2 separate regions of the Anser cygnoides genome follow, and region 2 is linked to region 1. Evidence: chromatin contacts called from public Hi-C data. All regions are on one chromosome and are shown on one strand. Each heading gives the region's core, a stretch centred on a gene start, on an enhancer-like site or on the middle of the called end of the contact. The rest is flanking DNA. Distances are from core to core; before and after follow the strand shown. Region 1 has its middle 230 kb from the start of BOD1L1. Region 2 has its middle 20 kb from the start of C1QTNF7.

Region 1 (6,090 bases), core at 2,210-4,709:
CACCTACAGAAAGTGATGAGCTAACTACTAGTTTTAATACAATACACACCTGGCCCAGTTTAGTTTTATAAAAATGGTGATAGCTGCCCAAGGCATGGCTATGAAGAATCCCCTGGAAAATACTCTTTTTATAATGATTGTCTCAATGCAGTTCAGTTCTAATGTCCACAACAAAGTTCCTTTGATTGTTAGGCAGAGGGCTGTAAGGGATGTGAAATGTTCTTTCTCATCATCAACCTGTTCAGATTTTATCTAATCAGGCAAGCTAATGGAACATAGATTTTGTTGAACTGTAGCACTTTCCAAATGAACAAGCAAAAGTCAATAACTGGCTGTTAGCTCATGAAGGGAAACTATGGCAGCAAGAAAAATTGTGCACCTCGCTCAACTGATTGTATGCCTAAATGGCTGAAACATTATTTCAGTCTTGAAGTTCTATCCAAAGCTTCTCTGAAACTCTTGAAAATGGTCAGAAATTCTAATGAATAGATATTTGATTTGATTTTTTTTTTACAAGTGTTTTTCCAACTTAGTTAAAACAACAGAAAAAACATTACTCCTTTTGACACCCATCTTAATATCTGGGAGTGGTGAAATAAAAATGTTATTTAACCATTTTAAACCCTTGAAGAAGTTTGACTTCAGTGTAGGGTCCAAAATTGCAAAGATTAAAAAGGAGACTGTGTGTAAGTCCCAATTCATTGTGATGAAGTGCCATAGTGCTACTTAGTGATGTAAAACTGGAACTGGGTGTTCCTATTTTATTTCTTTCATCACAAGCAATGGATCCATGCAAGTAAAACATAGAAATTTCTTGGTGGAGGGCTGAGAAGGGAAAGAAACAGACAGTTTGGGAAAGATAAGCCAGCACTCACTGATGAAAAATCTATTGGAGGACAACTTGTCAGCAGGTGTCATCCCATGGGTGGCAAGAGCTACACTGGAGAGCTCTGAATATTCCCTCTGTTGCCTGTCATCTGTTGAAGCAGTTATACTTGAAATGTATTTTGGGAAATCCTACCCCAAACCACTATTCATGAGAGTAGCCCACATATTTATTTTTGAAGTCCTTAAATCTCTTTAAAATATCTCATAGTCTTTGGGGATACCTGTAAATGCTGAAATATTTGTGGCAATACTTATCCTACATTCCATGAACGACACTCTGACATAAAGGTGCAGTGAATCTGCATTTTGAGGAGGTGTCCTAAGAAGACTGGGTCCTCTACCTTTGGCTTTGCCCAAGTGTCCACATATCTGGTGTTGGGTCAACAGGTTTTTAATGGTATCCCTCCACAGTCTCTTGGTCACTTCTGTTTGAGTCATCACAGCTCCTCAAAGCTGCCTCTATGTCACTTCAGTTCTGTCCGTCATCTGCATGGGCTCTGATCTGCTCCTAATCTCAGCAGTGTTTTCTGCTTTTAACACAGTGACAAGAACAAGGGCTATCCTCATGACTGAATGAAACCTTTTCCACCCACACCTTCACAAAGTAATAACTTTAGCTGAGGTACATTTGATATTTGTCTCTTTATTTATTACCAAAGAGGGTCAATAGTATGCAATTAAGTCCAACTTTCAGGTCATGAAGCATAAGGGTAAAAAAAAAAAAATAAAAAAAATGGCGGCTCTGTACCTCCTGACATATAACTGCTCCATATGAATACTGAGAAATAGAAATACATAAATATTTTAGAGATATTTGTAGTCATCTGTAACAGTGCATCCATATGACAGATATAAATCAGCCTAGGTTTAAGAAAAACTTGCTATTTTCTCTTATGTTTTATTCTCAACTCCTTCACTTGCTCAGTACTTTTGATTAAAGTTTTTTTTTTTTTTTTCCCACAGTTCTTTCCCAAATTTATTTCCCACTCTCCTGGACTGAAAATAGTGCCAAAAGTCATAAGCTTTGGAGTTTGTCCATCACATTTAATCAACACATTTTTGGATGACATTTTTCCTTTTTCCTTTTTTTTTTTTCTTTTTTCTTTTTTTTTCTTTTTCTTTTTTCTTTTTCTTTTTTTTCTTTTTCTTTCTTTTTCTTTTTCTTTTTCTTTTTCTTTTTCTTTTTCTTTTTCTTTTTCTTTTTCTTTTTCTTTTTCTTTTTCTTTTTCTTTTTCTTTTTCTTTTTCTTTTTCTTTTTCTTTTTCTTTTTCTTTTTCTTTTTCTTTTTCTTTTTCTTTTTCTTTTTCTTTTTCTTTTTCTTTTTCTTTTTCTTTTTCTTTTTCTTTTTCTTTTTCTTTTTCTTTTTCTTTTTCTTTTTCTTTTTCTTTTTTTCTTTTTCTTTTTCTTTTTCTTTTTCTTTTCCTTTTTTTTTTTTTTTTTTTTTTTTTTCCCATGGGAAGTTCCCATTGCTGAGAAAAAGGGCCAGTATTTCACAGAACAGAAAGCCTGGAAGTGAAGATATTTTGATTAAAGGTCACTACCATGTTTTCACAGACTTTCCTCATACCTCCCTTCCACTAGAAGCCAGGCAGTTTAGCTAAACACAAGGTCTCCTCTGCAGTTGTCTTTGTTGTTGAAGGTACAACCCAAACCTCCACAACTGAGGGGATCCACCATATCCTCCGGGCTACTGAAGATGATCCCATGTGACAGCCCAGAATGAGGAAGTGAAGAAAGTCTGTTACAACGCACAGCTGGTACCACACTGCAATTTCACTGTCAAATATATATATATTTTTTTTTAAACAGTCAAAGGTCTTCTTTTTCCAAAGAAATTGTCAACAATGGTAACAATGTAGAAAATAACCTCCGCTTTCTGATGAGCATAATGGTGATTAGGACCACATACCACAGAAGCCCTAAAGAAAAGAAAAGATATCCCTCCTCACTTTTGGGGTATTTTAGATCCATGACACATTTCTACAAGTAGTGATGGTGGAGCATAAATTACTTTGGTTGAAAGTAGGTCAATATGCCACTGATGTTGCTGGTCTGTCTTTTGTTGGTGGTAAAGACATTCTTGATTTTCCTTAATGTTACTTTATGAGAGATAACATACAGAAATCAGAAGTACTGTTGTTATTGCTGGTTACTGTACACCAGCAAGGTACCTCTGAACAGATATATTAAACATCCTCTTATTTTTTTTTTTTTTTCCAAGGGTAATATAGTTGAAAACAACTTTCTATATATCAGATGTTGACTCTCGTGGGATTATGGCAAGCAGTGATAGATTTTAACATTCAGTGGGCCAAGCTGAGAATTTATGCTGGGAAACTTATACTGTGAAGATTCAAAGAAGTGAGACATTACTCACTCTTATTTTGGCCCCATAATATTAGACTATTATTCAAAAAAGGCAAAAATATATGTCTAGGCTGGGGTATCGTGACAAATTAGAAAGCAGGGATTGCCTTTGGGAGTGCTTATTATTTTTCCTTTTAGCCAGTTCCAAAGTCTTTGTAATTTATTCTAGGAATCACAATCAAACTTTACTCCTCTCAATTCTTTCCCAAATGATTCTTCACTGCAGAAATACGAGATACATTTTTCAGTTTTGTTTTAGGCTGACAAGTTCTTTTTGCTCTTGACAACAGATGACATATATAATAACAACAACAAATCTCTAAGACAATTCTCCCACACTCCCTGTTTTGTTGACCAGCCCTTGAGGAATACAGGAGAAGAGTTCAGAATATAAAGTGGTTTGACCACATAGCAGCAACCCTGGATCCATCTGCTTCTGAGCCTGTTTTTCAGCGGGCCTCTCATGGGGGCCCTGCAAGCAGGTCCTACAATACCAAGAAAGACTCTCTCCAAACCTAATATTTAATTTACACAGTGTGTCCAGTCCACATGGACCTTTGAAAAGAAAGGTATCACAGACAGGCTGACTTTAATGACAGTGTCTCTTTGAGGGAAAAAAAGAAACATGAGGACTTTCACTTATGGTCTGGAGAATCGTACCAAGAGGAAGTAGTGAAAAATAATTAATAAATCCTTTTGTGCCCAGAGTTACTTTTTATACATTTTAAAGTGTTATTTATGGCTCCCTACTCTCTGAATGCTTTATTTATTTGCACTGGGTCTTTCAGCTAGCACTGTTTGCTATCTTGCTTGAGGTTATATCAACAGTCTGATAGAGAAATGCATGCCAGTAAGTGTCATTGCCCTTCTTGGCAACATATTCAGGTTTCCTTAGGATCAAGTCATCCTACAAACTTTAGTTGCTATTACTTCAGGCAAAGTTTAAAGAGATCTGCCATTGCACTAAAAAAGGCTCTAACACAGAAGTAAATGACACCACCAGAAATGTTGCTGAAAGCAGGAAATGAAAGAATATGCTCTATGGTATATCTTCCTTGTTAAAGATGGAGAACATCTGAAGTTAGGATTTTTATTTTTGGCAAAAAAGGACCATAGACTATTCTGTTGAAAATTCAACACATCTTAGCTTCTCAGTCTGCAGCCTGTTAAGAGTTCTGGGTAGTGTAGTCTAAAATGTAAAGGCTTCAACGAACTTTAAAACTCCTCACGGAAACCATTGAAAACATTTCTTACAAAAAAATACCACATGAAGAGGGTAAAAGAGAAAGTGCATCCTGTGAAGCAGCTGTTGGGTATCACAGAAAACTCATCTGGTTTATACTGACAAAGGTAGTACAAGACATCATATAGAATACAACAAATATAAAAATCTATTCAGGTTTCTTTTTGTTGGGTTCCTCAGGATGCAAGCAGATATTCACATTTGCAATCACTTTAAAAATTATGGATGTAGATAAATTATAGTAAATGAAATCTTAAAGAAAAGTTGAAAAAAGAAAACTATTTTCCAGACTGTTGTTGCTTCCCGCATTAAAGATGTTTTTAAAGATTTGTATGGTTTTCATGATGTGTTTTACATGAGCCAAGACAAACTTTGTTATATAACCTCAGCTGAAATCCTCTGCTTTCCAGGTAACTTCAGATTGCTTATTAATGTAAATTTCAAAGGTTTGCTACAGAGATGCCATTAACTGTTACTGTAAGTTTTGTTTCAGGATGGGCCAATACCCTCAGAATTTTTTAAATGAAAAAAAAAAAAAGTTTAAAGAACAGTGGTACTGTCATTTTATATTAAATATCTGCAACAGGTTTAACAGCTGAAACTCATGGGATTATCCAGCTTTACAATCCCTGCTGAGTAAGCTGAGCTAGGAGAAAGCTTTGTTTCTGGCGGAAAAGGTGCCACCATAGCCCCACAAATCAAACACATTAGGATTTACGTTCTTGCCTCTAAGCTAAATGGTCACTTGCTGCACTACATAAACAGCAAGGAAAATACTCTTTTGGCAGATGCCCTGACCTGCATGAGTGGAAAGCTACATAAAAGCTTCTGAGAAAGGCCTGTTTAAAGCTGAACACAGAGAAATTTTCCCTTGGAGTTAGGTGGTGTCAGCAGTTTTGGATAATCTTTGTCATATTAGTGGCATTTGTATTGTATTAGCGAGTTCTATAGCTTAATTCAATATTAAAAATACTAGCACAATGTGAGTGGCTATCATTCTCCATCTGACATCTCTATCCTGCAATGGACTTTTAAAAACCATTAACATAATAGTTAGTATTAGAAAAATTATTCTGATAAATAAAGCAGGGGTAAAAAAAAATAGGGAGTTTTAAAAAGAGCACTAAAGCCAAAGAAGACTCGGATATATTTGGGGAAAAAAGAAAAGGAAAAAAAAAAGAAGGAAACTTTTTTTTTTGCCATTGAGTGGTACATAGAAATACAGGCTTTTGTCAAATTGCCTGCTGATTTCTTTCATTCTTCCCAGAGCTCATAAAAGTCTATGCAATATGACCTGAGTTATGGAATGGAACATACACTTATTAAATTTGCAGCTGACATGAAGGTAGGAAGGACTGTGAGTAAATTGGAGGGTAGGATTCAAATTCAAAAATCATCTTGACAGGTTGGAAGAATGGGCTGAAAAGAACAAGGTGAAATTCAGTAGAGACAAATGCAGCTCTCATGCAGGAGTTCTCAGCTGTGGAAACTGAAGATAGGGAACTGGCCAGATAGCCATTCTGCAGCTAAACATAAGGGCTTATTGAGAACTGAAGGTGGTGGTCAAGTCCCCCTAGGTATGCCCCAGGTTT
Region 2 (6,335 bases), core at 39-2,538, 350 kb after region 1:
GAATCCTGAATGTCACACTAAACCAAACCAAACAAAAAAGGCACAACACTAAATCTGCGATTAACTGCCTTGACAGTATATTCGCAAAGGACCAGATGACAGTGGGATCCAGGCCCTGTGAAGTGGTCCTCGCTAATAAATATCCCGCATGGGCTACAATGACATCTTTACTGTGTGCGGTTTTCGGCACCACAACATAAGAAGGACATAAAACTATTAGAGAGTGTCCAAAGGAGAACTACAAAGATGGTGAAGGGTCTGGAGGGGAAGACATATGAGGAAAGGACTGAGGTCCCTTGCCAGAGGCCCAGAGAGAGCAGGCTGAGGGGAGGCCTCATGGCGGCCTGCAGCTCCCTCACGAGGGGAGCGGAGGGGCAGGCGCTGAGCTCTGCTCTCTGGGGACAGCGACAGGACCCGAGGGAACGGCATGGAGCTGGGACAGGGGAGGGTCAGGCTGGGGGTTAGGGAAAGGTTCTGCACCCAGAGGGTGGTCGGGCACTGGGACAGGCTCCCCAGGGCAGTGGTCAAGGCACCAAGCCTGCCAGAGCTCAAGAAAAGTTTGGATAACGCTCTCAGACACATGGTCTGATTTTTGGGTGGTCCTGTGTATAGCCAGGAGTCGGACTCGATGATCCTTGTGGGTCCCTTCCAACTCGGGATGTTCTGATTCTATGGTCATTTGTACAAAGATTTTCTCCCTGTGGGGCAACCCTGTCTGGTACAGAAATACAGTTCAATAGAAAAGTGGGTCAGCCCAGGTCTCAAACACGTAGCCCAGATGACTTGGTGGTTTTGTGTGTGTGGATTGTGTGTTTTTTGACGTTGCATATGTGACCTTTCTTCCCTAGTACAGGTTAGTTAATGTACAACAGGCGTTCAACCCCAGAGAACTGCCACGACAACAAGTTAGTACCTAAACCTGACCACCCCTGGCACCCTACCCTTTGACCAAAATAGGGAGGATTTCAGATAGGGAGGAGAGGTGGGAAGGGACACACACCTCACTGTCCGGCTGCTACTGTCTGGCTCGTGTCTAACAGATCAGGAGTTACTTGCTGACCTGCACAAGAAAATGGCAACAGTGCTCAAATTCACAGTAGCATGGTATTGCACTATTACAAACTTGGTCAAACCTTCCAACATGTGCAATTAACACCAACATTAAACCCATGTTAGCTAGAAAGCCCAGTATCATTCCAGAGGACAAGAAGCCAAAGCACACGAATTAACTGTGCTACATTTCCCCCGGTGCGCTTCCACCCAAGGCTGCCGTTTTGTTGCAGACCAATATCCCGCTCTTGGGAGAGTGTGGGCAAATCCTATTATAAGTTAAGATTAACCATCAGTCAGAGAACTTACCAGTGCAGAGATCAAATATAAAAGATGTATGTTCTGTGTCATCTGTTTAGCAACCTTAAATTAGCTCGCACGGGTGGATCGTGCTGGCCAAATGGCAGAACATGTGCTGGAAATGGAAATCAGAGTCAAAACAGAATCCTGTGGGATACCCCAAGCAATTTTAAAGCAGCTATCTTATTACCTAGGCAATTTTCAGGGACAAGAAGAATTCCAACCTAGCCGACAGTCCTCTCTGGTCCCACCTTGGTGAAACTACTTCATTATTATTTCAGTGGTGCCTGGAGAGCCCTGCCTGACGCTCTGGATTCTCTGCAAAACCCCTCCCAACAACCCACAATAAAAGGCATCTCCTGTGATGAAGGGCTTATGGTTTAATTTAAGGCAAGACACAGCAAGTGGAAGGAACAAACAACCAGAGAGATTAACAGGGAGAGAGGGATGGAAACAGTAAAAAGCACTTGTCCCTGGAGCCCCAGTATGTGTACACATACATGCTACCTATTGATTAATGCGTGCAAGGAGGTGTCAGAAGCCCCTTAACATGAATTCAGGCACCCAGAAGGAATTAATAAAAGAAGTACAAGTATGGGTGGAGGGCTGCAGGATGGCATCCCCCATGGGATGTGCACTGGCCCGCCAGCCATGAAGGGAATCAGTGCATCCTGGACCTCTCCTGGGGGTGAAAGGAGAGTAGCTGGGGGTGGGGTGCAAGAGGTTTTAGGCCAACTTCTAAGGAAAACCAGACGTGCTGAGCCTACTTCCCCTCTTATTGCCACCCAGCATCACTGCTACAGTAATAGATTTTTCAGGCACTCATAACTCAGAAAGGATGCTCTAAAAGTGAAAAGCAATTTGCAGAGGTACTGATGGCAGCAGGATGCTTTTAGCATTTCTAGGTTTGTGTTTGCTCAGGGCCTGGGGATTCTCAAGAGGAGGCACGGTAATGCTAATGAAGTGCAAACCACTATGAAGGTGACAGCTGTAATCAAAACCCAGTGCCAGTTTGGAAGCAACATCTTAAGAAGCAAAGAAATAGTTATGAAGAGGTCACTTCAAAAAAAAAAAAATCTATATATATATATATAAAAATTCCTCTGGGTCAACAACATCACGTGCATCACTCCCACAGGAGGAGATTACTCCTTGCTCCTAGCCAAGGAGCATTACATGTGGGAATTTCTCATGCAACCTTGACAATGTGTAATAAAAATTCACTTTGAAAACAGAGCATCTCTGGTGGTGCCGACATGCTTTTGACTTTGCTCTTTCCTTCAAACACCACTCGTGATGCTGAACACTCATTCTCTTGGCCTATTTGTTCCTGGCAAACAAAGAGCAAATTCCCCTGGGTACAGCAATCCATTTTTAACGCTCTGTAATTATTTAGAAAAATGTTTTGATAGGAGCAATGAAAAACTGGGGCATTTCAGGTGTCCCTGAGAAAGTTCTCAGTGCATGATGTGAAATGGGGACATAAAGACACTTTATTTATGGCACTACCAAAAATAAATAAATAAATAAAAAATAAATAAATAAATAAATAAATAAAAAACAGAAAAGCAAACCTTTTCAGCTGTGGCATTTGAACCTCTGGATATTTGCAATTCATGGAACAGCCCCATCTGCACCTGTCACTTCCAAGTGCCAAAGGCACCACACTCCTCAGGGTCCACTGGAAAATGGTGAGGGAAGGGAGAAATAAGGACTTTGCTCCTTGAATGTTGCTAGCAGACTTCACAGCCAGCAATCACAGTCTGGTAAACTGTCCCTTTCTGAGCAATTGTCTTCCTCTGCCCTCCCAAAATCTATGGGGCTTCATATGTTAATGTACCCTTTTGGGAAGCCCACTGATGGAAGGCATTACGGCAGAAAATGTCAGAGTCCTTCAGAGGAGCTTTGCAGCACGATGAGTTAATATGGCCCAAAGGCACATGAGGTTCATATAGACAAGGAAATGTGTCTCCTGACGTCTTCTGGCCAGCAGAGAACGTCAAGGATGAAATCTAGACACTAAATGTCAGCTCGATTTTGCAACTAGGGCATATTTCTCTTTGAAGAAGGAATGGGCAGAAAATCACCTGGCTCGAGCCTGCGCCCTCGTCCCCACGCAGCAGCCTGCACCAGCGGCTGCCAGCTTCCACACGAGTCACATGCACTGCTTTCCCTTCCCCAAATGTTACTGTTCAGCTTCTGTGACGCCGTTTTATGCCGATCTATAGGGGTTAGCCAAGCGCATCGAGAAGGTAAATGGTAGCTGTTGGGTGAAGGAGGCATTATGCAGAAGAAGGAGTTGTGGGGAGGATATAAATATGAGTGATGGAAAAGGAAAATTAAACAGAAATGAAAGCATTATAGCTCAGTTGTCCTCAAAGGACCCGTTATTTTTCAGGGACTATGTACAAGTGAAATAGAGGAAAAAACATAGCATACTCACTGCCATCTCCTGGTGGACAGAGAAACAGCCCTGTTCCTCCCTGCCCCGCCAGCTGCCCATACATCATTTTTTGTCTGTTCAGTAACTGTAGAACCACAGATTCAAATGCTGTGGTTAGGAAAGGGGACTGTTCATATTTCAGAAATGCATCACATGCAAAAAGAAGAGATTCGGGCTGCCTGGGATCCTTTGCTGAAACAAAGGGCAAAATTCCCCTGGACTCCAGTGGGAGCAGGGTCGATTCCAGTGTTGGCCGTAGAGGTTTATGGCACCTTGTCCATAGCTCCTTCTGTGACTACTGCGGCTGCAATGATGTTTTGGCCAGAATTACAGACCTGTCAGTTAGTATTTCATCTTTTACTGTCAAGTTTTTAGCCTTTATATATGATTTGTTGTTTAGAAAAATCCTCAAGTGAAATCAGAGCCTGAGGAAATTTTAAAAGAGAAAATGGAATGAGCCAAGGTGGGTAAATTGCATTGTGTTACTGGTAGATTGACACCATTTCCAGCAAAAGAAAGGTCCTGCGTCTTCATACTGATCAAAATAAATCACTATTTTCCCCATTGCGTTTCTTGCATAAAAGCATTTAATTAATTGATGCAGAAACCAATGCAAGCAGGAAAGTGGTGCAGCACTGCAGGGCACAAGCCCAGAAGAAAACAGAGATTACCCCGGCTCCCCGAGTCAGCATCCCTCCCTACCTTTGCTCCCATTTCCCAGCTCTGGAAACGCAGTGAGAGGAGCTGAGATCAAAGCCAGGGAGGAAAGATTTGACTTTGCCCCCAAGACAGGGATTAGAGTAAAGGATATCAACACTTGCAAACGCAGTTCAGCCAAGCTGATCTGACACAGTTTTCGGAGCAGGAGCTTTTTACCCATCCTCTTTCCCACGAAGGCAGCTCGCAGGCAGCTTTGCTGGCTCCCCAAAACTGATCACTGTGCAGTTTTCAACATGGCAGTACCGGGACCGCTCGCTCCTTCTGGAAAGTGACCTTTTGGAAGGACACCGCTCCGGTGTCGGCACGACGCTGTGCTATTTTACACCTTTGGTTTTCGTGTGCATCTAACAGAGCCGGCGTTTCATCCACCTGCCGAGATCTGAGACCCCGTAACCAGTGGCACTGGGAGGGGAAATACTGTGACAGCTTTTATTTCTGGTGAAATACAGCAAAGAGAGACGGAGTCAGGTGACCGGGTGTGAAAGCAGAAGGACAGAAGAAAAGTGGATTTGTGCTTGGGGAAATCTCTGAGAGCATTTTTCCAGAATTGCCTTCTCTCTCTCTTCCTGTTTTCAGTGTTTCCCTTCTGTCTACTTTAGCCCTTGGATAAAAATATAGAGAGCATTCTAAAAGAGAAAAAAAATCCTTTCTGTAGTGAGATGCAGGTTATTGATGTCTGCCTGGTTATAAAACCGAACTGAGATCTCCATCTCGGGAAAACTCCCTCATGGAGAAAATCGAGTTCCCTTCGGTCTGCTGTGGCAGGTTGGGCCACATCCCCACACCCCCAGGGGACAGTGTCGTCCCTCGGGAACCCCAGCAGGTCAGCCTCTGCCTCTTGCAGCAAGAGGCCCTGTCCAGCCCCAGCAGTGGAGCACATCCAGCCCAGCACCACTACCTGTGCAGGCCTGTACTGGTCTGTACTGGCCTGTACTGGTCTGTACGGGCCAGGTCCCCCCCGTGTTCCACCTCACGTCCTCACATGGAGCAGGGATGGTGCTGCAAGGGCTGAGCAATGCCCACCTGCAGCGAGACGTGCACATGCACATACATGCTCGCCTTACCCCTACGATGCCTGTTGTGTAGCAACTCTTCCCTCCTCACGCTGTCTCGAGACAAAGTCATCACCCCTCGCGCATCTGTCTGGGGACCAGGGCACGGTTCCTACAAGCAGGCTCTTTGGGAAGTCTCTTTTCAACCAGCTTCCCCAAGGAGGACATCCACGGAGGAGTGCAGGCCTGATCCCAACCCCACCTGACACCCCCCAGGTGCCACATGAGGCCCACCCACTGCCAGGGAGCCACGGGCCGGCCCCAGTGTGCCCATCCCCATGCCCTGCGGAGCAGCAGAGGAGATACCACGGAGGCCAGGCCACGGCTGAGGCTTGCCACGAGGAGGCTGTCCCTCGTCTCCTCTCCCTGCACACCCACCCGTTCCCAGCAAAGTGGCCTGGGGAGGTGACTTGTAGCACTGGAGCTTTTCCGATGCATGTCGTTTGGAGAGCTGGTGAGCGCATGCAGTTGTGCCAGCAGGTCTGAGAAGCTGACAGGATGAAAGATGGAAGAAAAGTTCCCCTCCTCTGCAGCTACACCAAAGCCTCTGCCTGCAGCTTTAGAGCCAAGTGATGCCACTGCAGTTCTGATCCGATCAGCGCTTTCCATCCTTTTGGCTCATTTTGCACAGTTGCAATTGCTTTCGTAAACACCGGGCAGAGCTGAAGATACTGCAGGTCTTAAAAGAACAAATGATGCATTGCTAATTTCTGAGCATTACAGAGAGAGGTCACGTCTCAATTATTATGTTAAATCCTGAGACCCTCGCT

Evidence for each region. A called contact is a pair of places that touch in the nucleus more often than the background predicts.
Region 2: a Hi-C map of liver shows a contact between it and region 1, with 3 times the contacts expected there. The contact joins two enhancer-like sites. A contact is called at or near these places in 3 of 7 Hi-C or Micro-C datasets (granulosa cells and liver).

What each region holds. Positions count from the first base shown.
Region 1 is chr4:15,302,177-15,308,266 of Taihu_goose_T2T_genome, forward strand. No RefSeq gene overlaps it. Among named protein-coding and RNA genes, the nearest start is that of BOD1L1, 230 kb to the left of the region's middle. Within about 2 kb of position 3,460, at least 1 of the 3 cell types and tissues checked has open chromatin away from gene starts, as enhancers often do. A contact at or near this core is called in liver, where this site is marked.
Region 2 is chr4:15,655,688-15,662,022 of Taihu_goose_T2T_genome, forward strand. No RefSeq gene overlaps it. Among named protein-coding and RNA genes, the nearest start is that of C1QTNF7, 20 kb to the right of the region's middle. Within about 2 kb of position 1,289, at least 2 of the 3 cell types and tissues checked have open chromatin away from gene starts, as enhancers often do. A contact at or near this core is called in liver, where this site is marked.